3 separate regions of the Zea mays genome follow, and regions 1 and 2 are each linked to region 3. The links are chromatin contacts, called in public Hi-C maps. All regions are on one chromosome and are shown on one strand. The core of a region is the stretch at or near the end of the contact, and the rest is flanking DNA. Distances in the headings are between cores, read along the strand shown.

The links. Hi-C and Micro-C count contacts between places; a contact is called where the count stands out from the background.
Region 1: a contact with region 3 is called in a Hi-C map of leaf, with 4 times the contacts expected there. The contact joins the promoter of LOC100281695 here to the promoter of LOC100304071 in region 3. A contact is called at or near these places in 2 of 25 Hi-C or Micro-C datasets (ear and leaf).
Region 2: a contact with region 3 is called in a Hi-C map of ear, with 2.2 times the contacts expected there. The contact joins the promoter of LOC103626929 here to the promoter of LOC100304071 in region 3. A contact is called at or near these places in 3 of 25 Hi-C or Micro-C datasets (ear, root tip and tassel).

The regions. Positions count from the first base shown.
Region 1 is chr5:137,244,344-137,249,209 of Zm-B73-REFERENCE-NAM-5.0, forward strand. LOC100281695 reads right to left here and starts at 3,305. Exons shown (of 18, transcript NM_001368081.1): 1 at 3,075-3,305; 2 at 2,884-2,955; 3 at 2,329-2,391; 4 at 2,163-2,219; 5 at 1,980-2,047; 6 at 1,804-1,885; 7 at 1,643-1,698. The coding sequence starts at 3,174. It overlaps LOC109939776, which reads right to left. Exons shown (of 4, transcript XM_020538100.1): 4 at 4,697-4,866. The coding sequence ends at 4,697.
Region 2 is chr5:137,984,564-137,989,368 of Zm-B73-REFERENCE-NAM-5.0, forward strand. It overlaps LOC103626929 (transcription factor MYB3R-5), which reads left to right and starts at 2,346. Exons shown (of 15, transcript XM_008647287.4): 1 at 2,346-2,613; 2 at 2,763-2,851; 3 at 3,184-3,241; 4 at 4,548-4,611. The coding sequence starts at 2,814. LOC103626928 (L10-interacting MYB domain-containing protein-like) reads right to left here and starts at 1,018. Exons shown (of 3, transcript XM_008647279.4): 1 at 864-1,018; 2 at 1-180. The coding sequence starts at 176.
Region 3 is chr5:137,543,624-137,548,257 of Zm-B73-REFERENCE-NAM-5.0, forward strand. LOC100304071 reads left to right here and starts at 3,061. Exons shown (of 5, transcript NM_001291608.1): 1 at 3,061-3,153; 2 at 4,591-4,634. The coding sequence starts at 4,610.

The DNA of each region.
Region 1 (4,866 bases), core at 2,055-4,554, 300 kb before region 3:
CCACAAGGCGACACACAAGACTTAGGGGGAGAATGATGGAATAAGTCATGTGTGGAGGACAGTCCGCAGTCCGCACAGCATCTCTGCTGCAGGACAGCAGCAACACAGCAGTTTTTGACTGCAAGGACTGCAGCAGACAGCAAGGACTGCGGCAGGCAGCACAGCAGCAGTCTTTTGACTGCGAGGACAGCCTGCAGGCATCTCCTTTTTTCAGTTTCAGCTTTTGGAGGACAGCAGCTTGCTGCAGTTTTTCCTTTTGACTAGAGTACAACAGCACCTAGTGGTTAGTGCAGTTTGTAGGACAGCATATTCGCAACTCTAGGAAGCATATGCTGCAGCCCCTTGGGCTATAAATATGTATCCCGACCCTTAGACGGGTATGGCATTGTGTAGTGTTTGAAGAAATAAACAGAAAATTGCCCCAACTCATAGTGTCATCCTCTGATGAGAGTTAGAGTCCCTCTACTTACAATATCAAAGATTGGTTGGGCGATTGATCTATTTGTGCCACACAAGACCTGATATATGCTATGCAGTAAGTGTGGTGAGCAGGTATATGCATGATCCTAGGACAGGACATATGGATGTTGTTTATCGCATCTTGAGATACTTGAAGGGAACACCTGGGAGAGGATTGTGGTTTAAAAGGAACAAACACATGAACTTGGAAGGGTTTTGTGATGCCGATTGGGCAAGTAGTAGAGATGACCGAAGATCTACATCTAGATATTGTGTGTTTGTTGGAGGTAATCTTGTCTCATGGCGAAGCAAGAAGCAAGCAGTGGTGGCTAGGTCAACTGCAGAAGCTGAATATAGGGCAATGGCATTAAGCATATGTGAGATGATGTGGCTGAAGCGTCTATTAGAGGAGTTGAAAGTGTTGAGGAATGGAACTATGAGACTCCACTGTGATAATGTTGCTGCAATAAATATTGCAAACAATCCAGTTCAGTTTGAGCGCACGAAGCATGTGGAGATTGACAAATTCTTTATCAAGGAGAAGATAGATATTGGGGTATTAAGATTAGAGCACATCAAATCTTGTAATCAATTAGCTGATTGCCTCACGAAAGGTTTAGGCCCAAATGAGAACGAGTCAATATGTAACAAGATGGGCATGGTTGATATCTTTTGCCCATCTTGAGGGGGAGTGTTGTTAGAATTAGAACATTTGTAATGGACTTTTGTGCATAATGCAGATATAAAGCGTGTGGGTGTGTGCTGGTGAGGCAACACACAGAAAAGTAAACAGGATATTACGCATATTGCAGCCCAAACCTCTCTTAAGTGTCCGTGTGCTGGCTCCCACTGGTTTCAAGGATCAACATGACCACCTACCTGCTCCTTGCTCCCTCTTTCTCTTTCTAGTACCCTAGCGTTGTTACTCATTGACAATCCCCTTAAGCCTACCTCCCATCTGCCCAGTACTTTCATTGGCTAAGCTGTTACTGGTTGTTTCATCCCTTCCCTACCCTAGACACCATCCATACAGTTCAATAGCTTATAGTCACAACCTAAAATAATATACTGAAATCAAGATTGATTTCATGGGGGAAAAGCTGTAGAGTTTAGTTAATGGGTTTTTACCAATTTAAAAGGAAGAATTCACTTATACAAGAAACAGATGAACTCAATAGCTCACCAGCATCATTTCAATCGCTTTGGGTAGACCTACAAGCCTCGGCAAACGCTGAGTACCTAGATAATAAGTTAACACAGTTAGATCCAAGACATGATAGAGTCCAATACAAAGCAGGGTAACTGTAGAAATAGTTATCTGTTCAGGCATAGATATATCCATACCTCCAAATCCAGGGATGATGCCAAGGGTTAGCTCTGGCAATCCAAGTTGAGCTTCAGGAGTAGATATCCGAGCATGACAACCCTGATCATGTCATTTACAGATACAATGGATTTAGACTAGGTTTAGCAGCAAGCTTAACAATCAGCTCTGGCAACATCTGGCAGAAATTGCATACCATAGTCAACTCTAGGCCACCACCCAATGCAAGACCTTGAATGGCTGCAACAGAAGGTTTTTTTCCCTCTGCAAATAAATGGGTCCAGGAATTGTGATATTGGTAGAAACAAAAACATATGCAAAAAGATATGGCATGCCAAAAGATATAGTGACATACAAGTGATGTGGCAAAAAACATTACCTTCCATCATATTTGACACAAGCTCAACAGATACGTCCGGCATAAGTGATACATCCCCTGCATGCAACCAATATTGCACGTGTAAGTGAAGTAACGAGCAAACAGCTCATAAGCAGAAAGCCTGGCATAGAGCTAACAACAGCACAAGTGAAAGGCATTTCGTTACCAGTCTGGTGAACCTTTGTGAAAACGTTGATATCAAATCCTCCACAGAACTTGCCTCCAGCACCTAGGCAATTCAGAATCCAGGACAATGAAAAGAATCAGAAACAGAACAGCTCTTTCATATACCAGTATAGTGTACGGATTTGGCAGCACGACCACATTAGTTACCAATTAAACAAGAGAAAAAAAGGTGAAAATGTGTGTTATGTCGAATAACTTAAAAACGTGTCAGGGTACTTTCAGTTTACTAGTGTTATGTCGAAGTATCGGCCCTGTTTTCTTGCTTCCACCACTTGAGTTCCATCTCTGCCTACTTGAGCAAGATGGATTGGGGTGAGAAGAAATAGTAGAAAACTAGGAAAGCAATGTTTCCAGTTCCACAACTATCCATATCAAACGTGGATGGCACCAAACATTAAAAAAGGTGGTACAACTAATATCATTATCCCCTTGTACGGCGATATATATGTAGAGACACGATCCCGACTCCCCAATATACGGGACTACTGATAGAAGGCCAAATTAAATAGTGAAGAGGAGAGATGAGAGATCTGACCGGTGAGCACGATGGCCTTGACGTCGTCACGGCGCATGGCCTCCGCGTACTTGTCCTTGAGCCCGGCGATGACTGCACGTGAGGTTGGGGAGCACGACGGCATTAGGCCGCAAAAACGAAACTCCACCGAAAAGAAAATCACGGCATAATTGAACACCGAGGAAGAAGGGAGGCGTCGGTCGGCTGCTTACTGATGGGGTGGAGCGCGTTGACGGGCGGGTTGGCGATGGTTATGAGCGCGACGCCGTCGGCGCCCACCTCCATGGTGACCCGGATCGACCCCGCCGCCATGTGCACGGTCCGTGACGCGTAGGACACTCGGTGTCTGGATCACCGCTACTCCGCGAGAGAAAAAGGGAACAATGGAGGAAGTGTGGGAGAGTGGGAAAAGAGAGAGAGAACGGCGGGGATGGGAAGGGTACACGAAAGCTTCTACGGAACGACCACTCAGCTCGGGAGCGGGGGACAATTTATCAGTCCGCTCGGCGAGCCGGCGCCGGTGCGGTGGGTCGACTCGTGTGTGGGTGGGTGTGGCGTGGACCCACCGCCACGGGCTGTAGTCCGAGGCAACGATAAGGTCAGGTTTAGGGCCGGTTCGGCAGCATGAGATCAATTCTAGAGCCGTAACTGTTCCAGACCAGGATTTAGGTAGTGTTTGGTTGAAGAGCCAAATAGAATGGAATCATTCTGTCCCAGTTTTGTTGTTGTTTGGTTACAAAGTAACTAGAACGGAATGACTCCAATTAGGGAATATTCTCCTCAGATCCGGAATCATTCCGCTCCAAAAAAATCAATGGGACGGAGCCGCTCCGTTCCAATCCCACTCTCACAGTCACACTCCGTTCCGTTCACTCTGCAACCAAACAAAAAACAGAATCGCTCCGTTCCAGATTACCAAACACAGAACAGAGCGGCTCCATTCCTAGAATCAGGGATGGAACGGCTCCATTCTACTTGGCTCCTCAACCAAACACTACCTTAGTGAATCCGGGTCTTTCACTCTTTCCAGCCTAAGAAGTAATTTAACTGAAACGCTTCCAGCTTCAGCAATTTTGCCCTGTTCGGCAGCAACAGACATGGTTTCCAGCAGCAACAGATAAAAGTTGAAAGGTTGCTGTTCTAGCAAAGCAACATACTTTGCAACAACAGTAAAACAAAGCAACATACTTGTTCAAGTATACGAGCCAAATGGTTTTAAATGCACCAACAAAGCAACATGTTCAACATAAGCAACAGCTAAGCATCACCAACCAAATAGTTTTAAACAGCAAAGCAACAAACAAATTATAGTCTTGCCAACAAACGCAAAGAACAATCTTGATAGACTAACATTTTCAACAGCTAAGAGATAGAACAGATGTGCTAAGAAGAAACATCACTTTAGAACTAAGCATGTCAATTCAAAATAAGAAACCTCCAGATGTGCTAAGCATCACCGATTGATCACCCAAACCTGTCCAAACAAATGGAACAATTAGATTGGAAGATAAAGGCCCAAGTGAATATGGTTGAGTGGAAGGTAAAGACACAAATATCATACCTACTAAGCCATCCCATTTCTTAGCCAAATCAAAGCTGATTCTTGATCCGCTTCACATGCACATATGAAAGTCTCTCTATTCTCTTTGCTCTTGTTGAAGACTGAATATGCTTTTGCCTTCTCCAGTTTGGTCACTTCTTCCATTGCATTCAGAACTGATATGCACCTTTTGATGGAGAAATCTTCACTTTGAGTTGCCTCCTTTTCTCTTGTCTCCTTTTCTCTTGCTTCCTTTTCTCTTGCATCTTCATCTTCTACTTGCTTGCTCCTCATTTATATGTATTTGTTCATCATATTTTCTATGTTATCATTCTTTCCAGGCTTCTTTGGTTCCTTTTCTTGCTTGTTTCTTGACGCAGCAGGTCTTCGCTGTCCACTTTCTTCATCTCGTGACAGAGTATTAGCCCTTCCTTGAAGCATATCTTCATTCCTTTCAGTGAGTG
Region 2 (4,805 bases), core at 1,096-3,595, 440 kb after region 3:
TTGAACTGCATTTTGGTGTAGGACAACCCAGTCTTTTCTTTGAATTTGTCCATCACATTTTTGTACCCTGTTTTATTTAAGTGGGTACCAGACCGGTTGTGCGCCTTCACTTGTTCGGCGAACAATTCACACACTAGAGCAGTGTTATCTTCATTCCAATCGGCACTATCACCCATATTGCTGTAAAAAATTAAAATCTAAAACAAATATATGCAGCTATCAAAAAGGAATGCGGATAGCAGAGCGGCTGGGAATTATGTTTTCTCTCAAGCAAAATAAGCAACTATTCGTTGATACCAAAATAGCAGAGCGGCTAGCGAGCAGAGCGTCTGGTACGAGCAGAGCATAGGAGAACGCGACCAGAGCAGACAAGCAGGAATTCACAGACATAGCAGGAATTCGCAGACAAGCAGGAATTCGCAGACATAGCAGAGAGGCTCGAAGCAGGAATTCGCAAGCCAGCAGTGAGATGTTTCTCGTAGCACCAACCAACCGCAGACATACGGCCAGCGGTGGCGGATACGGCCAGCGGTATCCATCCCTGCAGACGCACACGACCCCTGCTGCCATCAGTGGCGCATACGGCCAGCGGTGGCGGATGTACCCGTTGGGCACTTCACGGCCCCTGCTGCCAGTACCGTGCGATTCCAAGCAGATCGGCTGGGACGCTGCAAGCAAGAATCCCACGGCCCCTCCTAGAACGCTGCAAGCAAGAATCCCACGGTTCCATGGACTGCTGCAAGCAAGAATCCCACGGAACGGAATCGATCCGAAGCAGATCGGCTGGGATGAGCAGAGCGGAGCAGAACGCTGGGTTGCGCCAGAGCAGAGCAGACAAGCACCATGGTAGAAGACGCACGTACCTGGGAACCACAGACGAGGAGAAGAGCTCTCGCTGGAGGACGGCGAAACTGCGTCGAAACCCTAGCCGCCGCTCCCTTCAGCGACAGGAAGGTACCACGGGACAGAGAACGCGCGCCGTGGAGGGTTGCGGGAGGGACTCGTTATGTTTTTGTCCAATGGCAATTGCGGGTAATTTCGATCAAATGTTAAGGGGAGATCCATATTTGGTTGGTTGAGGAGCTGTTTTAAGGGAGGTGGAGCAGGTTTTTTTTAGATCTCACCTTTCTTCAAAAAACGACTCCCGATCTTTCGGCTCCACACGAGAATCAGTTTAAAAAAATACCCGTTTGGCACGGCTCCTCCAGATCCTCGCTTAGAATCAGGAGCTGGAGCTGTGCCAAACGGGCCCTAAATTTTATATAAGATCATTTAAGTAACTTTTCGAGAGTTGATCGAAGTCTATCAAACAAGTCCAAGCCCGTAGCTGATTGACACTGTCTACAGTGGTTCCCTCTATATCATCCCTCTAAATCCCACTTTTCACTACCTTCTAAAAGATTACATCTCCTAAAATCTAGCTTCCACAACGACTGCTTCTAAATGCTTCTAAATCCACCCCATATACACAATACACCATATTTCTAATATATTTAAAATTGGTTTTTTATATATGTATTTGTCATAGTCTAAAATCATACACATATTAATTATGTGTTTAATTCGTAGTTTAGAGTAAAAAAATTAGGGTGAAAGAGAGAGAACACCCTAGATTTAAAGGATGTTTGGATCAGGTAACTAAACTTTAATCTCTATCATACCAGATGTTTAGATAATAGTTAGAAATATTAAATCGAGTTTAATTACAAAACTAATTAAATGATTAAACGACAAAAAGAACCTATTAAACCTAATCAGCTCATGATTCACTTATATGATGCTACAATAAACATTTGTTAATCATAGATTAATTAGTTTAATAATTTAGTCTCACGGTTTCTGCATCTGTGAAGTTTTATAATTAGACTATATTTAATACTCATAATTAACATTTACATATTTGATGTAAAATATACTCCCTCCGGTGCAATAAAAGAAGTCATCCTGCGCGTGATCGAGCGTGGTCTGGGATTTGGATGTTGTTGCCCCTAGTAATTGCACAAAAAAAGATGCATTTAAGAGGAATTGAACTTGAGACCTCCAGTCTAGAATGCCTTGGAGCTGCTGCAGCAACCAATCAAGCCTAATTGTTTTGGTGACATTAATGCACCCATATCCCTATTTAATAGGGGTAAACAGGGAAAACTCTATGATAATTAATTACTCCTTGGTATGCACAATTATGTCCTAAACGACTACCTTTACTGTACTGGAGGGAGTACTACCTTTAGTCAAATAAACCAAATATAACCTTAAATAAAAGGCAGGAGGACCAGTCTCTTAATTTAAAGTATTCTATAGGGAATGTTTTAGAAGGCATCCGTGCAGACAGTGTGAGGTGCCACTTGCAGACAGTCTGAGGCGCCACTTACTCGTGCTACGGAACAGTTGGCGCGTGAGCGAGTTTCTTAACTCCTCGCCATTGGAATCGGAGTCGTGTATTCTCTCACACCATCCTGCTCCTGCTCCTGCTCCTGCTCCCTTCCCATCCGGTCTCCCTTTCTTTTCGCGGCCTCGCCTCGCCTCGCCTCGCCTCGCCGGCGGCCTGGTGGTCGCGGTCTCGCTCCAGCACCGATAAAGCCCACCTCGAGTTCTGCTCTGCTCCACCCCCCGGTACCGGAATGCAGATCCGCCAGGACCTGGATTGATTCCTTCTTCTGTGATCAATCAAAAGTGAAAGGGTTAAACTGGGGTTCGATTTGACTGCAACCGCTTACTGTACTGTTTCACCGTTCTAATGTCTATCCACATGCTTTATCCAGGCTTCAGCCGCAGCTTGTGGTGGAATCGGAGCTTCTTATCCGAGAGCAGACATGGAGCAGAGTAGTGATGGGTTGCCAATCAGCCAGCGGTGAGTTATCCCCATGGAGGAGTTGCTATCAGTTTTTCTTATGGAAGCTTGATTCTTTGAGAGTCTGGTGTTGACTTGTCAGTACAATGCGGGTTTCAGCTTCATGTAACGTTGAGTTTTAGCAGAGTTTTTTCAACTTAATCTGAGTATAGGCATTTCATATTACTAGTACTCCCTTTCCACTTCATTTTATGGGAATATATTCCTTAGTACGTATATACTTTTTGTTGACCATTATTAAAACACAAGAATCAAAGTTATCATTGTGACTTAAACACTTGATAAGAGGACTGATTACATAATGTTCACTTGATTATTTCTTCTTTTTTTAGGAGGGCTAACAGTTCAACAAAACACTCAAGCAAGTCAGATGAGGTTGCTGAAGACATGGTAATGCCATATCGATGCAGTGCTACTGCTTTTTTTTTCTCGAATACGCAGGAGGGCTACGTATCATTATATTAAAGTAGAGGAAAAAGCCTGAGGTCTGGGACAATCAGAACACAACACACAAAAAAACACACCAGACTCACATAAAAAACATATACACACACCAAACACATACAACACAGACACATACCAGCCACACGACACACCACCACCCCAGCCTACCAAGAGGCTACAAGACTTTCCTTTCTCTAACCAGGGTCAAAAAGGGAGCGCATGTTCTTGGCTCCTGCAGAAAACCAGTCTCATCTCATCTTTGAATCCATCCTCTAAGGTAGAAAGGCAGGGTCGAGCTCCGTAAAAAACACACCTATTTCTCTGTTTCCAAAGACTCCAAGCCCCAAGGATTACCATACTATTAAACCCCTTTCTTTTGCTTTTAGGAATCCTAGTTGAAGCCTTTCTCCACCATTCAGCAAAATCTGAATCTCTTCTCTTAGGAACCACATAGGAGAGACCAATTGGAGTTAAAACATTATGCCAAAACTGTCTTGTGAAGACGCAATTAGATAGAATATGTTGCACAGTTTCATCTTCTTGATCACATAGAACACAATTTTCAGGATAATCAAGCCCCCTTTTTTTGAGTCTGTCAGCTGTCCAACATTTGTTGTTTATGGCCAGCCAAACAAAGACCTTACACTTAGGGGCTGCCCAGCTGTTCCAAATTCTTTTCCAGGGCTCAAAGGATTCCGCTCCAATGAAAAAAGCTCTGTAGGCATCTACTAGACAGAATACTCAAAACAGTCTTGCGTTTCCTTATATCGACATCTATCTTACTAATGTTTACAGGGAGCTATCCTTGATATTTTAGAACAGTTTTACTGTAATTTGAAAGCAGCAATTACCTTATTCATTTATACCAAACTGCCAATAAGGTCCATTGTCAACTGATGGATAGAGTATTTAAGGCTTTACTTATTTCTGGACAAAGTGTTTTGTTACTATAACAAAAGTAACCAGTGAGGAATTTGCATTTAATTTTCTGTCCAACGCTTATTATGCATGCAACTCTATGTTTATATAGCACCAAACCACCAATGTTAATTGAAGAATTAATATCGATTCTAAGTGGATGCCTGTTTCCTCATTTACTTTATTCATTACAAACGTTGATTGAAGAATTTCTGTAAATACTGAATTTTTATTCCCTTTTCTGTGATTCAGCTGGATCATTAGTTCTTTTTGGTACCTTTTGTGAATCTTGTTAATTGAATGGTCATGGCACTGAGGTCATTTTTAACTACAGTTGCAGAGTAATATACCACATGAAACTGTGAGACTGTGCCAAGGTGTGGAATCAGAAGAGATAGGTAGTTGTCCTTTAGCCAATTGCAAGCTCATTTAAAGAAAGAAAGTTAGCAATATTCTAACTATTTCTTGTCTACATCTCACTACTTCTATTTACTTGCTATGTTAAAAACACAGTTTCTGTATGTTGCCTATTTTAGAATGCACCTTCATTTTTAGCTGTTTGCTTGTCCTACTAATGAGGATATGTCTGCTG
Region 3 (4,634 bases), core at 1,811-4,310:
GGATATCCTGTGAAAGCAAGGGGTGCAAGCTGCCAAGTATAAATCCTTCTCAGCCATGCCGGAATCAAAGCTAAATCTTTTTAGATCTGCTGGGCTTAAGCACACCACAACCAGCTTAGATGCGGGTGCGTCTCTGTTCACAAAGCAGCTAGAACATGATGAGTGCTAAATCTTTCTCCTCAAAAGCAGTTAGAACATGACTATATTGACAGATGCTGATTGCAGCGGCATAAGAGCATCTCCAACAACTCCCAATAATTCTAATTCAATCATTAGTTTAAGAAAAAATAGAAAAAACAACCATCCAACAGTTCCTTATCAAGACTCCCTATTCACCCGCACGCCAAAAATATTCCCTCCCCGGCGCAAATATACGCCACCGCGTCTCGTCCTAATTCCCCGTATTTTCACTTTCCCGCGTGATATTCTGTTCGCGCGCATCTCTTCACGCTTCCTGCTCGACGTCGGTGCTCGGCCGGAGCTCGTCCAGGAAGCACGAGAAGTCTGCGTACAACACTGCAGTTGAAGGTTATTGAATCCTGCTTTCATGTTTTCATCATCACATACAGATTGCACCTGAGTTTTTTTAATATCGTATCCAACTGATACTACAATCTGGGGCATCGGTTTTTGTTCAGCAGATACTACATTCTGGGGCTGATACGTACAAAATAATCAAGATGCACTATTGTTTCATTTCGGTGATGACAGAGCAAATAGAATGAAAAGTTTAGTGAGAGCTTTTTTGATGAAAACCAACAGCTACTTACATAATTCAAACAACTGAATCAACTTGACGCACGGAGGCGGTGCAGGTAGGTTTGAGATGGCATCTACATACGATATTTGTGGGCCTTGTGCATTACAATTTTGAGAAAACTTGGGAGCTATTGGAGACGGTATCCATGGATTGGAATTAAGAGATTTAGGGGATCCCAATTTCCTTATATTGGGAGATTAATTTCTGGGATCTCTTGGAGATGCTCTAAGGCCCAGATTAGTGGGTACCAATGCCACTTCCTGCTCGTTGGCAGGATGAATCAGACCAAGGATGACAATTAGTGGTACTAATACGGATTATTTGCAGGAGCCTTAGCCGCGCTGATGCTGGTCACGAGCCCGAGGAGAAGAGCTCGCCGCGCTGATGCTGGTCACGAGCATGAGGGGAAGAGCTCGCCGCGCTGGGCTCACCGCGCGGAAGAGAGCAGAGGGAGATTTATACCATTATAAAACGCGACAGGTTCGGCTTCAACGAAACGGATGCGTAGGCAAGGGCTTCGATCATTTGGAGATTCACACAATGCACTCGAGCTCTCTCTTACTTGTGTTTGACAGTGATTAGTCCTCCACGCGAGGATCAGTCAGGTCGGCCATCGCTCCCGTCTTCAGCGCCGTTACTGCTCGGGACGCCTGAATGTGGCGGAGGTCAGGTCCGCGCTCGACACTCGACGGGCTCACGGCGCGCTCGAGTCCGGCAAGCTGTACGAAATGGTGTACGCCGGGCGAGCAGCGGGGGTGCCTCGTCCGTGTCCGACGGCTACTCGGCGTCGATGTGCCTGGACGGCTTGCTGGACCCAGCCGCGGTGCGCGGCAAGATCGTGGTGTGCGACCGCGGCGTGAACTCGCGTGCCGCCAAGGGCGACGTGATCCGCCGGGTGGGGGCATCGAGATGGTGCTAGCCAACGGGCCGTTCGACCGCGAGGGCCTTGTCGCCGACTGCCACATCCTGCCGGCAATCCCCGAAGTTCCAGCTGACGTTCACGCGCTGCTCCTGCGTGAAGGCCAGCTTCCTCCGGGTGGTGGCACCGGCGGACAGCCCCAACACCGACGGCATCAGTAAGACCGTCAAAGCCGCCGCCGGCGACTAGTTGATCGGACCAATTGAAGTCCAAAATCGCTGCTGGCCTGCTTATGCTGATGCGTGTTCATTGCATCATACAAATTTCCAAATCTATAATTAGTATCGTTATTGTTGAAGAATATTCGTGGCTGCTGCTAGTATTTGACTAAAGCAGTTCTTCACGCTTCCCTGCAGGGGACGATTGCGTCTCCATGGTTGGCAATTGCTATGACGTCCGTGTGAAAGACATCTCATGTGGGCCTGGCCATGGCATCCTGCTCTTCCATTCCAGGAGATGACTGGCCGCTGCTGCATCGACTGGAACACCTTGTGAGCACAGGCCACTGACCCGCATTTAGCATACATGTCGATGAGCGCGTTGTTGACACCAACGTCCGAGTCGTCTCCCAGCTTGATCACATACCCGCGAACTTTCCTTCCTTCGTCCAGATCGGTGAGGCTCGCACAGGCATTAGCTGCCGTTGCAAATGTGTAATTGTTAGGCATGACCCCGTGCTGCCTGCGAGAAACGCGTTAGACGCTGGAGCCGAAGCCAAGCCGCACCGAGAGCGCATAGAGCTGCCGCGCATGCCCGGTGCCCACGGGTGCCAGCGAGATCGCGCCGAGCGCGCTCGCCAGCGCGAACTCGTTGGGCGGGCACCCGACGAGGTGCATCCGGCGGAGCAGCGAGAGCGCATCGCGGGGCCGGTCCACTGTGTGAGCCCCGCGATGGCGGCGGACCACGAGACGACATTGCGGCGGGGCAACCTCAACTAACTGTAACGACGCTGAAGACGGGAGCGGTGGCTGACCTGACTGATCCTCACGGTGGAGCATTAATCACGGCTAAGAGAGAGCTCGAGTCCATACTGGTGTGTGCATTGTGTGGATCTCCAAATACAAGCCTTCGTCTACGTCTCTATTTCGTCGAAGCTAAACGTGTCGTGTTTTATAATGGCAAAAATCTCGAGCAGAGGGGATGAGAGGGAAAGCAGAGGGGAAGAAAAGAGCAGATGGAAAGGAACTAACCGCGCCTCAGCAGATAGGAAGGAACTAACTGCTGGTCACTGATGATGGGTTTGGTTACGAGTCAGGATGAGATGGGACATAACAATCCCACACACTAGACTGTTTGATTGAGTGTGAAGGTTCAGACGAGACCGTCTCTAAAAAAAATATTATCACTCGAATGCTGTCCCGGTTCATCCCTCGGAATCAGACTGACAATACCGTCCTCAGGACAAGGCACCTCAGAAGCCCTTCTCGTCCGCGCCGCCTCCTTGACCCCGCTGGCCGGCGAGCTGCTCAGCGCGGTGAGTCCCCTCTCCCCTCTACTCTCCTCTTCCCCTCTGCTCTCCTCTTCCTCCATCCGCTGACCGGCGAGCTGCTCAGTGACCAGCAGTTAGTTTTTTTTTCCACCTCCCCAGCCGCCGCCAGCCCCTGGCCGCCGCCACCTCCCTGCTCGCCCAGCCGGCCACCGCGCTGCCGTCTCTCCCCCGAACCGGCGCGCTCGGGCTCCACCGCGCCGCCGGCTGTGCGCCCCCTCCCTCCCCTTCCCGAGCCGGCGCGCTCGGGCTCCTCCGCGCCCCCCGTCCAGCCGCCGCCGCCGGCTGCGCGCCCCCCTCCCTCCCCTTCCCGACCGAACTCCCTACAGCCGCCGGCCGCCGTTCCCCCTCCCCTCTACGCCGACGTCCCCTGACGTCGGCGGCGGCTGTTCCTCTTCCCCTCACGCCGGCGCCCCTGCTCCCCTGCAGCAGCCTCCGGTCTTCCCATGGCGCATCTTCCTCCCCTCGCCGGCGCGGACGTCCCCACCGATCTGGGCCCGAGCGCTATCGCTGCTCTGACCGCGGGCACTGCTGCCGGCCTTGCCGCCGGTCCGGGCGCGAGCGTGCCTCCCCGAGCCGCACCACTTCGCAAGCTGCGCTGCTCGGCTGGCTCCTCCCCAGTGCGACCGTCGCGCCCCCACGCATCAGCACGATCGCCGGCGATGATGCCCCCTACATCGACGGCCTCGGACCTCTTCCTGGAGCCATTTCCCCCACGCAGCTGCGCTCTCGTCGACCCCCACCGGGCTTCACCCTCACCACTCCCGCGCCGATGACCCCCGCCGCCGATCCCCCGACGCCTTATATCCCCTTTCTGCTGTGCGAAACCGAGCCCGAAGACGCTGAACCCTAACATAAGTTATTAAGTCGTCTTGAGATTGATTGGCTCTCCTAAAAGTGACGTATCATGTATTATGGCTACTAACTTCGACTTTTTTGCGCAAAAATTATCTGGCTTCCATGTGTACACTCCTTTACCAGATCCGACCGACGAATGAAACTTGGTACAGTTATTTATTTGAAATTTTAGTACCTGTTGCCCTTTCCAAATGATTAATTCATATAAGAATTTCTTTTGTTTCAAATCATTTTTGTGTTTGAATAAGTGAAGTTGTGACATGGTAGGATAGTATGCTATGTTTTGCCGTGCTGCACGCCAACTGATACATTTTGGACCTAATACATGTGTAAACCTGTGTTGTGGATAGCTGACAAGCGAAAGAAAGAAATTATGTGCATATATTGTACTTTTTATATGGAATGCTATGATAATATCATCCTGTTTTCCTAACTTTGGATAGCGAATACAATAAAAGGTTTAATGTATTATGAACTATGTAATGGGCTGCGATGCATATTCCGTTTTGAAGCATTCAGTGAGGTGCTCTGCTTTTCAGGGTATTTAATATTTTATTGGCTCTGTAGGCTTTTTTTTGCATCCACAATGCCGCAGCTTGGCACATGTTCAT